Regions from separate parts of the Mus musculus genome. Here regions 1, 3 and 4 are each linked to region 2. The links are chromatin contacts, called in public HiCAR-type, HiChIP or PLAC-seq and promoter capture Hi-C maps. All regions are on one chromosome and are shown on one strand. The core of a region is the stretch at or near the end of the contact, and the rest is flanking DNA. Distances in the headings are between cores, read along the strand shown.

What was found. Promoter capture Hi-C pulls out the DNA fragments that hold promoters and counts their contacts. HiCAR-type assays count read pairs that join an accessible place to other places. HiChIP or PLAC-seq counts read pairs in DNA pulled down with a chosen protein or histone mark.
Region 1: a contact with region 2 is called in a HiCAR-type map of kidney, with 5 times the contacts expected there. The contact joins the promoter of Ly6f here to the promoter of Top1mt in region 2. A contact is called at or near these places in 6 of 39 promoter capture datasets (the 3T3-L1 cell line, embryonic stem cells, liver and 1 more), 2 of 15 datasets of contacts at CTCF or cohesin (embryonic stem cells and pro-B cells), 2 of 484 Hi-C or Micro-C datasets (myocytes and reprogramming fibroblasts) and 2 of 115 datasets of contacts at active chromatin or transcription factors (kidney and pancreatic cancer cells).
Region 3: a contact with region 2 is called in a promoter capture Hi-C map of embryonic stem cells, with 2.1 times the contacts expected there. The contact joins the promoter of Puf60 here to the promoter of Top1mt in region 2. A contact is called at or near these places in 2 of 39 promoter capture datasets (embryonic stem cells and stem cell-derived epiblast-like cells) and 2 of 115 datasets of contacts at active chromatin or transcription factors (both in embryonic stem cells).
Region 4: a FOXA1 HiChIP or PLAC-seq map of pancreatic cancer cells shows a contact between it and region 2. The contact joins the promoter of Ly6g2 here to the promoter of Top1mt in region 2. A contact is called at or near these places in 4 of 39 promoter capture datasets (the 3T3-L1 cell line, liver and stem cell-derived epiblast-like cells) and 3 of 115 datasets of contacts at active chromatin or transcription factors (extraembryonic endoderm stem cells, pancreatic cancer cells and trophoblast stem cells).

Annotation. Positions count from the first base shown.
Region 1 is chr15:75,267,004-75,269,703 of GRCm38.p6, reverse strand. It overlaps Ly6f (lymphocyte antigen 6 complex, locus F), which reads right to left and starts at 1,283. Exons shown (of 4, transcript NM_008530.2): 1 at 1,224-1,283; 2 at 905-1,002. The coding sequence starts at 974.
Region 2 is chr15:75,677,514-75,680,213 of GRCm38.p6, reverse strand. It overlaps Top1mt (DNA topoisomerase 1, mitochondrial), which reads left to right and starts at 1,414. Exons shown (of 14, transcript NM_028404.3): 1 at 1,414-1,561. The coding sequence starts at 1,458.
Region 3 is chr15:76,079,605-76,082,304 of GRCm38.p6, reverse strand. Puf60 (poly-U binding splicing factor 60) reads left to right here and starts at 1,359. Exons shown (of 12, transcript NM_028364.2): 1 at 1,359-1,455. The coding sequence starts at 1,432.
Region 4 is chr15:75,215,098-75,217,885 of GRCm38.p6, reverse strand. Ly6g2 (lymphocyte antigen 6 complex, locus G2) reads right to left here and starts at 1,508. Exons shown (of 5, transcript NM_001371105.1): 1 at 1,474-1,508; 2 at 1,132-1,202; 3 at 55-171. The coding sequence starts at 1,201.

The DNA.
Region 1 (2,700 bases), core at 34-2,533, 410 kb after region 2:
TCCACACAGCTGCTGGGTGCTAGGACAGAGCAAGGATATTACTGCCCAGTCACCTCTGCCAAAAGCAAAAGTGAACCATGACCCTCCATTGTTCAAGTATGCTCGGCCCTGCTGCCTCAGCTAGCCAAACCCACAGCAGAGACCTGCACCCCAAGGGGAATTAGAGGGGCAATCACCATATTGGGAAAACAAAGATACAAAATGTCTGCTCAAGAAATGAGTGGGTGTGTAATAGGTAGTGGGGCCATCAGATAGGGAAGGCTTTTCTGACCTGTCCCACCCTACACCTGCAGAGCTGGCCCCTGTATATTGAAGCATGACAAAGCACTGAATGTCCCAGAGTCCAGCTCAAAGGTCAGACTCACCATGAGGTTTCCTGCAATACACATGTAACTAGAAGTATAGGGGTATCTGAAAGCTCAGACTTCTTAGAATAGAGATGTTCTAGCATTTGGGCCTCGTGTGGCATGTGCTGGGCATAAGGAAAAGTAAAATGCCAAGATTTGAGGATTCCAAACCCTTGGCTTGGCCTTCAGGCCAGAAAAAGAAGCCTCTACCAGTTTGTGTGCACCCAGGCCAGAGGCCTGCTTGGTAGACCAGGGCAGCAGGGTTAGAGTCTAAAGGACAGGCTGCTCTGGTGGTCAGGGTTTGTGGCACAGGTAGTAACATTGAAACGTCTTTCTGGTATGTAGTGATGGTTGCAAGGCAGGCGCTGGCAGGGTTACAGACCCAGTAAAGCACACAACACATGAGGCTTCACCCATCACAAGCCGATTCCCAATCCCCTGACACCAGCACACCTTGGGCACTGAGCACACAATGGAGGTGCAGGTGTAACCACAACCCTGAGGCAGTTTGCCATCTCCATTTTACCCTCCTGGCCATCTCTCATTTTCCACCTCACCTCTTTCTGCACACAATAGGACCACAAGAAGGATGAGTACACAGGACTTTGTAGTGTGACAACTGTCCATCCTTGGAGAAGGGCTGCACAGATCAAACCTTGGAAGTTGAAGCCAGTTATTAGATCATCATTCACATCCCTGGGCTCTCACAGGGCTCAAGCATCCACTCTTCCCACCCTCCAACACTCCCCCCCCCCCCAGCTTTCCCCAAGGAATACATGTCTGCCTATTTCTCTCATCCACCACCCACCCAGCTTTTCCTTCCTAATCTCACACTCCCAACCCCAGCCCTATCCTGAGGGCTCTTCCCTTTGTCACCTAGCAGCTCCCTCCTGACACCAGTCCTTACTTCCTCTCTGACCAGGTTGCAGGCACAGTGGTAAGATCTGTCAGATGTGCACTGAAGTAAGTACTTTAATTTCCTTTAGCTCCTCCCAGCTGACATCCTGAAGAGGGAGGGGTTTCTATACTTACTTCCTCCAGGCCAACATGTTTATTGGTTAAGATTTAGCAAGGTTTGTTGGTGATCTGGTCAGCAAGATTTATAGCTGTTGAGGAGGGAGGACCACTCAGTTGGGGAGAGACAATGGTGCTGTAGGAATAAGAGAGCAGAGATGGAGGGGCCACAGTTGGCTTGTGCTTGCCCTCAGAAAGCAAAGGAAAGAGGCAACTTGCTCAGCCTTTTCCTAGTTTTTTTGTTTGTTTGTTTCCCTTCATCTTTTGTTTTTGTTTTTGTTTTTCGAGGCATATTTGCTCTGTGTAACTTTGGCTGTCCGGGGGACTTGCTCTGTATACCAGGCTGGCTACAACCAATACTTTCAAAGGCAAGTGCTGTAGCTTGTGTTTTTTGCCACCACCACCAGACTTTTTCTTGTTTCAAATTAGAGGGTATGAGTTGCAGTGGCTCAGAGCCCAGGGCCCTCCTTTTTATAAGCAGGCAAACAACTGACAAATACCTGGCGACTGGCTCTACAGGGTCTTATATTCAAAAAGTGCAAGTCCTGAGCAAAGAATTTACTGACAACTGGGATGGAAGTTACTAAGCAGTGTCTGATATGTTTGGGTGATATAAGGGGCTGCAGGTGCTATTAGCATCTGGTAGCTAGAGTCAAGGCAGTTCTTTTCATGGCACAAGGCTTTTTTTTGCAGAGGGTGGATGACCCCAGTGTCCCTGCTGCCCAGAAGCCACCATGAAGAAGCCACATGCTATTTCTTCCTCCTCCAGTTTGTATGTGCCCTGTCTCCTCACCTATGAGGTCCTAGTCCAATGTGTCCCAAAAAGGACATAAGTTTCCTTGGCCTTTATGTCACTACCATGTGGCATGGTATTGTAATAACTCAAACCTTACTAATTAGCCAAATATTGATGGCATCTGTGGCCCAGCCTTGGGATGAGCAGCAGGGCCTCCACAGCAAGCCAGAGTCTGAGTTTCCTAACCTAGTGGAGCTGAGAGCACAGTAAGTAGCCCATGTAAGTGTCTACAAGGCACTGATACAGGTTAGAGTAGGAAGGCTAGGCACCGAATGAGACCTGAGCTGGAAATCATCCTGAGATGATGCCACAGTAAATGAACAGGTATGCTCAGAGGACAATGAGTCAGAAAATGGACCACAGCATCAGTGAAGGTGAGCACATCCACTTAAGCAGGCAAGGCTGCAAAGGGAAGGAAGCCAGAGGCTCAGAGAACATCAAGCAGATTCTCCTGATGTAAACCACAGGGCAGACCAAAGTATCTCAGTCTTTCTAGCATCTCTAGTTGGTTCTACATGTATATCCAACTCCAGTGTCAAAGTT
Region 2 (2,700 bases), core at 165-2,664:
GGGCTCAAACTCAGACCCTTATGCTGGTGCAGCAAGCACTCATTGGCTGTGCCATCTCTCCAGCTGCTGCAGTGGAGTTTTGAGCTGTGGGTTTCAGGGGCGCCAGGGAGAGAGGCGGTTGAAGTCTCTGAGTGTGTATGTGTCTGCCTCGCTCTTATCAGACTTTCTGGAGGAGGTGCTGGAGGAGGCTGAGATTCAGAGAAATTAAACTTGTCTAGTAAAGAGCAGATGGTGGACTCCCACAGGCAGACACAGGCCATTGTAGCCCATCAAGTTGAGGAAAGCGACGTGAAAACGCTTGTATGTTACTCGTAATGAGATGGTTGCATTGAGTTTGTATTGAAGTCAAATGCCCCTGCTTATCCTGAATTGTGGCTTCTACACAATGAAGCCCTCCCCACCCTCCAGCTCTCTGTTGGCGGCTACGACGTGTGAGTGGACACTGCTGTCACAGAACAGCCTTATGACGGACTTTGGGCTCAGGAGGTCTGACTGTCAGCTCCAGCATTCATCATCATCTACCTGAAATTCTTCCTCAAGCCTGGTCTCAGTTGCAAACAGGGCTCCTTTTACCTGCTATGAGGATATGAACGCTGTGAGGCCATGCTCCCCAACTGTCACAACTCCAGCTGGTCTTCAAGGGTACAAGGGTCCTGGACAGCCAGCTACAGACCTGGAATGCCCAAAGTCTTGCTGGTCTGTTGATCATACTCAGCAAACTTTTTGTAGTACTGGCCGTGTCCAGCAGGGGGCCCACTAGCCTCTCCCCGGCTCTGTTCCTGCCTCGGGCCGCTAGATGTCAGTAGGAATCCAGTGAGTTGGTAACCGTGGGCGGGACCTACAGGATAGGCTAGCTCTTTCTTGCTGGTCTCCGTCTCATTTTTTACCTTTCCTGTTCACCACTTTCTTGCAGGCCTGTGTGCTGTTTCAGTGGAAATACCAAGGCTGCCTGCTGCTGGCTCGGGGAGCAGCTGTCCGCGGATTAGGAGATTTTTGTTGCTTGGTACAAATGTCTTGAGATCTTGGTACACATGTCTTCAGATCTGAATGTGTTGAAGGGGGGAGCCTATGGCTTATGGCCCTGGTCTCTTGGCGGCGAGCCTAGGCAACAGCAGTTTTTGCAGGACTTCCAGTGCTGTTGGTCAGTCGCCTAGAGGAAGTTGCTTTGAGCAGGGCAGCTGGTGTCTGCAACTGCGTCCTCCTGGAGGTGTGGGTACTCGGTGTTTTGCCACTTAGATGGGTAGATAGGGCCCTCTGACCAAGTGTGTCTACTCATGACTTCCTCAGGTTGCCATGGCAGGTAGAAGCGCTGGGAGAGGGGCAATGCTCGGCCCTGGCTGGGGACGCCTTCCCAAGGTGGGCGGGCAGGGCGGGACTCCTGGACGTGTGGGGGCGGAGCTCTGTCAGAAGGGCGTGGCCTCGGAAAGCGGGCAGAGCCCACGCATGCACGCACACGCATGCTGCTGCTGTGGCTCAGAGCCCTGTGCCGGCGTTTCCAGCATGTCCCCTGCCGCGTCCCTTCCTGTCAGGTGTCCCGGGTCGCGAAGGCGAACAGAGCCGGGTAAGGCGGGTGGGACGGAGCTCAGGCGAGACAGGGCTCAGTGACTTGCCTAATCCTGCTCCTGTGCCGGGCCACACCGGACACATTGGGAAAAATCGGTCACCCATGTAATTGGGTCTGGGCCTCCAGGCTGCCGCGTTTGGTTTGGAGGAGGTCCCTTTGGAGTGTGGTTCCCAGATTCCCTGATTGGTCTCAGGCCCACTCCACGATTCTTACACTCTTTGTCACGTGGCCTTAGCTTTCAATACCTACCTTACGTCACCAGCCTGCCCCGAGGGACTTCCTAGGGGTTGGGATGGCTGTCCAGGCTGAGATTATATGTGAGATTCTGATTTTTCAACCTTTCCCTCGTGTACTGAGGTTCCCGGAAGCGCCCAGCTCTGGGTTGTGGGATTGTTGCTCACAGCACTTGGGGAGCGGGGATGTCCTGGTCTAATCGCCCGAGTGGTGGGTGGGTTCACAGCGAAGACAGCCCTTCCAGGGCCAGCCATTACAGCTGACCTGCTGACCTGCTTTTGATAGCTCAGCCCCGGACTGGGGCAGCTAAGCTCTTAGGCTCTAGAAATTCCAGGGGAAAGACAGGGCTGTCCTGACTCTCCAAATGGGGCTGAGTTGTGGCCTCTAGGAGAAGACACAGGGCTTCACAGCAGGACATCGGGGTAACTTCCTTGATACTCTTCTCCAGTGGGACAAAGGAATGTCACCCACGCCACGCCACGCCACAGTAGTTGTTTATAGCCCCAATCTCAGTGTCCTTGTCTGTGAAATGGGGATGGCCGTAGACTTCGCCTAGCAGTTTGGGTAATGAGCTTGCCGCTCAGTGTAGGTTCTGAGGTGCTTGTCCACATTTTATGACATCGAATTGGGCTGAATGTTGGAGGAAAGCTGCCTGAGTCGTGTCACGAAGCACTTCTGCATGCAGCCACCGAACTGTTCCCCACCTAGACCCACATGAGAAGCGGAATGGGATTTAAACCCCTATCTCTGGGAACCTTTGGCCACCACTTTTCTCTTTTTCCCTCCTGCATGGTTCATGGGACACCTCTCACCCCTCACACCCCTCAGGCATCCAAGTTCTGGCTACTTTGCAAGAGCTGCTCTGTTTATGAAGCCCGGCCCGCTCCTTACTTTCTGAGGGC
Region 3 (2,700 bases), core at 110-2,609, 400 kb before region 2:
GCTTCTCCTTGCCCCTGCCTCTGGAGTGCTGGGATCACAGGTATATGCCACCACACATAGCTCAACTTTATTTTTCAACTTATCGAATCGCTCATTTGCAGATTTTGTTTTGTTTTTTTTTGGGGGGGGGGTGTTTTTCCAGACAAGAGTTTCTCTGTGTAGCCCTGGCTGTCCTGAACTATGTAGACCAGGCTGGCCTCGAACTCAGAAATCTGCCTCTGCCTCCCAAGTGCTGGGATTAAAGGAGTGCACCACCAACACCTGGCCGTTTTAATTTTTCTCTTTTTTAAATGGGGAAATCTAAGTTCATGATCTTTATTTTCTTGTTTGGGGGATGCAACATCTTTAGGTATCTTCCATTTCCTTTGTTGTCTTGGTTTCTTTTCATGCTCTTCTGCTTGGTGATTCTGGCTGGCCACTTTTGCTTAAGAGTGAGATGCTAAGCTGGGTCTCAGCGCTTCGTTCCCAGGAGGAGCTAATCTCCAGGCACTGTTGGCAGAGCCAGAACGACTAGTAACCTGTATTAGGGATAGAAGTCTGGAGGCACCTACTTTTTTTTTTTTTTTTTTTAAACTATCTGCACATTTTCGGAGAATTCAAGACACAAGCATCACACACCAGCCTGCTAAGGCCCTCCCCTGGCTCCCCAGCATTCCACTTCTCTGCCCACTTAGGTTTGCTTTCAGTAGAGCTTTTTCCTGTTTAAAGGGGGTACCGAGGGGGAGGAAAATATTCTGCCATGTTTTGCTAAAGATCTCTATATTAAAGTCTGAAAACCCGAGGGGTGGAAAACGAGAATGGCTATCCGGTGGAGTTTGAAGGTGCCTGAGCTTACAGATGTGGTTGGTGCCTTGCAGGCAGCCTTACGGCCACAAAGCCCAGATGAACTACATATTTACACATAGCTCAGGACTTGGGGACTAACGTACACATTTATGCCCACAGGACAATAACCACAGGACAGGCTGGGGAGCCATCTTTTGGGGGCCATCTTCGTGTCAACGGCTATTTTCTCACTAGGAAAGAGACCATATTTCAAAATGAATGAGGATTCCTGACTTTAGATGGACAATGCAAAGGACGATGCATCAGTCTTTTTGTCTTCTGTCTCCGCAGTCTACGAGCTTTCAGCGAGTGGACTCAACTAAAATAGGGTGGTAGGAAAAGAGGCAGACGGAACTGACTCAAAAATGTCGACCCCCCCCCCCCCCGACCAGGGGAGGGCTCTCCGGGTCGCCACTCCAAAACCCCGGCCCGCCCCGTCCTCCTCCGGTACATTAACGGCCTGCTCCGCCCCGGAAATGCGTTTCGGTCTCCGCTCTCGTAGCTATGCCGTACGTCGCGAGATTTCCGCGTCCGACGCCCAGATCGCGCGAGACTGCGGAGGGAGCTGATGCTTGTGGCGCGCGCGGCGGCCGCGACGGACGCAAGATGGCGACGGCGACTATAGCTCTCGTAAGTGAGTCCCTCGCGGCCAGGGGGCGGCCCTCAGCTCGGAGGAGTGAGTCGTCGGCTGGGACAGGGTGCGGAGGGGACCCTGGGTGCGCAGCGGCCCGACCCGGACCTCGTACGGACTTTACCGTGGTCCCCGGCACGCGGGGCGGAGGCGGAGCGGGAGCGCGCGGCTGCGGCCACGGCTGGGGCTCGACTGCAGCTTCCGGCTCGAGGACTCCAGTTTCCGGCAGCTGGGCGGGGTGGGCCGGCCGCGGAGCTGCCCTGCTGGATCCCCGCGGGGCGGTCCTGTCTGCCGAGACTGGGCGACAACTGTCTAGGCGTCCGGTGGCATTAGGGTGTCCTGGTGCCTGCTCCAGACCCGCGCGGCTACGCCCCGTGTTGGGGACGCGGAAGGGGCGGACCCGTTAGCATTTGCTCTGCGCCATGGTGCAGAGACGAGGGTTTCCCGTTCCGTTAACACGCAGGAGGGGAAGAGCATCTCTCCCAACCCCCATTCCCCTCCACACCTTTCAAACAGCCATTCTGTCACTGCCTCTGTGGGGAACCCGACAGCCGGTGCCTGCCTCGGTCACTGGTCCGGGTGGGCATCATAAGACTTTGCTAACCCCCTTGTCTTGGGCTGGACGCTCCAAGGGCTGAACTTGGTTCTGCCCTAGTCAGTCGGGAATGTTCCTTGAATGGCTACCACCAGGAGTTCCTTCAGGGACTATTTATCTCTTGGACCTAACCCCACTGCAATCCAGACTTTTGTTAGCCGCCACCCTCACTCAGAGGGGATGAAGCAAGGGCTGAGACCACTTAAGCCCTAGGTGCCTGGAGGCCAGCCGTAGGGTAGGGTCGAGTAGAGTACACACAGGCTGCCATTCCTCAGCCTTAGCTGGGAACTGCACCTTCATAATGGGAGAGGGGCACTTGCTCCAGCTTGTGAGGGGTGGATCTAGTATGTCTTGCTCACATCAGGGCTAACTTCAAAAGAAAAAAAAAAAAATTCCTGCTTCCGCTGCTTGACGCTATTGGTGTAAATGGTCTTTTCGGAAAGACAACCAGAGAGTTGAGGAGTTGATGACTGCCCTTAGGTGGCTGTCAGATGATAGAAGAAAGGGTGAGGGCAGAGTATAAAATACTTTAAACAGCACTGGAGGAGAGTGGATGCCTCATTTCTGGGTAGCCCCTGTTGTTCATGCAGACTGAAAGGTTAGCGCGATGCTAGACAGATAGTGTCATTATTGAGATGGTCTCGAGCAG
Region 4 (2,788 bases), core at 259-2,758, 460 kb after region 2:
ACATTTGCTCCAAAGCCACACTCAGCCACCTTTTATAGGCCACAGGGCACATACCCACAATAACTTCTTCTTCCTGAGTAACACAGAATCCATCAGAGTAGGGGCAGGTCATTGTTTTGCAGGAAGTCTCAAGTGGGACCCCCAGGCAACAGTAGCACTCCAGCCCCTGAGCTGAGAAAGAAGACAATACATGAGTGCTAGGGCATGCCCTTCCTAGGCCAAACATGTCCTCTCAATGTCTTTAAGTCCACACAGCTGCTGGCCACTAGAACAGAGCAAGGACATTGCTGCCCATTCACCTCCACGAAAAGCAAAAGCAAAACAAGAGCATCCATTGTTCAAATGTGCTCTGTACTGCTGTCTCAACTAGCCAGCCCCACAGAAGAGACCTGCACCCCTAGAGGTATTTGAGACACATTCACCATATTGGGAAGACATAGATACCAAATGTCTGCTGAACCTGTGAGTGGGTGTGTAAGTAGTTACTGGGGCCCTCAGATGGAGAGGGCTCTTCTGACCTGTCCCACCCTTAACATGCAGAGCTGGCCCCTGGTTATTGGCCCATGACAGATCACATAACTTCCCACTGTCCAGCTCAAAGCTGAGGCTCACTATGAGGCTTCCCCAAATAAAGATGTGACTAGAAGTATAGAGGCATCTGAGAGCTCAGAGCTCTTAGAGTTGTGAAGTTCTGGCATTCAGGTCTCATTGGCTGGGGCAAAAGGAAAAGCCAAATGTCAGGCATTAAGGATTCCACACCACTTAACTTGGCAGCTGGGAGGAAAAGAAGGCTCTGCCAGTTTGTGTGCACACAGGCCAGTGTCCTGACTGGGAGGCCAGGGCAGCAGGGTAGAGTCTAAGGACAGACTGCTCTGGTGGCCAGGGTTCCTGGCACAGGTAGTGAGGTCCAAGAGTCCTTCTGGCATGTTTTGATTGTTGCAAAGCAGGGTCTGGTTTACAGACCCAGTAAAGCACCCCAGCACAGGAGGCTTCACCCACCACAAGCAAATCCCCAGTCGACTGGCCACAGCATACCCAGGGTCCTGGGCACACAATAGGAGTACCTACAACCCTGAGGCCCTTTTCCATCTCCATTGTACCCTCCTGCTCCTCTCCCATTTTCCATCTCACCTCCTTCTGCACACAATAGGGCCACAAGAAGGATGAACACACAGGTCCTTGTAGCATGAGAACTGTCCATCCTTGGAGAAAGGGTACACAGATAAAACCTTGGAAGTTGGAGCCAGTTAATAAATCACCAATCACATCCCTGGGCTCTCACAGAGCTCAGGCATCCAATCTTCCCTCCCTCCAACCCCCACACAGCTTTCACCAAGGAATACATGTCTGTCTACTTCTCTCACCCACCACCCACCCAGCGTTTCCTTCATAATCCCACACTCCCACCACAGCCCTATCCTGAGGGCTCTTCCCTTTGTCACCTAGCAGCTCCCTCCTGACACCAGTCCTTACTTCCTCCCGGACCAGGTTGCAGGCACAGTGGAAAGGTCAATCAGATGTGGACTGAAGTACTTTACTCTTTCCCCAGCTCCTCCCAGCTGGATTCCTGAAAAGGGAGGGGCTTCAGTACTTACTTCCTTCTGACCATCATGTTTATTTTGTAAGAGATAGCATGGTTTGTTGGTGACCTAGTCAGCTAGATTTATATCAGTTGGTGAGGGACAACCACTCAGTTGGGGCGGGACCATTATTCAGGAGGACTAGGATGTCAGAAGAGCAGGGGCCACAGGTGACTTGTGCTTGCCATTCAGAAAGCAAGGTAAGGGGGCAAATGTTTGTGAACCTACAACCTCTCATGCCTTTCTCACAGCGGCTGGCTCCTTTCTATTCACTTCTATAAGATTCGGGATGCACTTTAGACTTTCCTCTTAGGTCAGATGTTAGGCACGTCTGATTAGGTTCTCTCCTATCTTTTACAAGCCCTAGGCAGAGGGGAGAGGAAGCCAGAGAAACGGGCAGTTTACATTGTTGGAACTAAAGTCCACAGATTCTTTCTCATTATTTTTTCCTTTTAGTCTTGAAGGCTGGGTTTGAGAGATGAGAGATGGCTTGCAGATACTTTGGTACCTGTTGGAGTGGCTAGATCACGGCACAAAGCCCCTCTCTGATGGATATTAGAGCAGGGTGGGGGGAAGAGATTTAACTATAATTTGACTTCTAAGTTACAACAATAGTGGGCCGATGATGTCCAGATAGCTTCCTTACCAAGAATAAAAAGACTAGTGAGAAATAGTTGTCTAAATAATATCACAGATGGATTCAAATCTAATGTATAGGGAGTGTGATCTCCTGAATTGTTTAAAAAGAATATACCTTACTTTTAAAAAGAATTATGTTTTCACCATATGTAATAGCATTCATATTCTCATGTGCTTTTAAATTTTTAAAATATTTTTAAATTAAGCTGTTACATCATTTCCCCCTTCCTTTCCTCCCATATAACCCACTTGGACTCCCAAATTTTATTTTATTGTTGTTATCCCCAAACAAAAACACTTGAACACATATGTTCCTGACTATATAAATACAAGGTGCTCAGGCTGTATAATGTTAGTTGTAGGAATCTGATTTCAGAGCTGAGTACTTGGCCTTAGTTTGGGAGCTCTTCCCCATGGAAGACTGTTTAACTCTCACAATTACTTTTTGGTACCTGCAGTTCTTTGTCTAAGGCTGGGACCTACAAGGTTTACCCTTCTGTGATAGCGGGTCTGTCTGTTTTTGTTATCTGGAGCCAAGTCTTGTTTAGGCAGCCATGCTGTCAAGATTT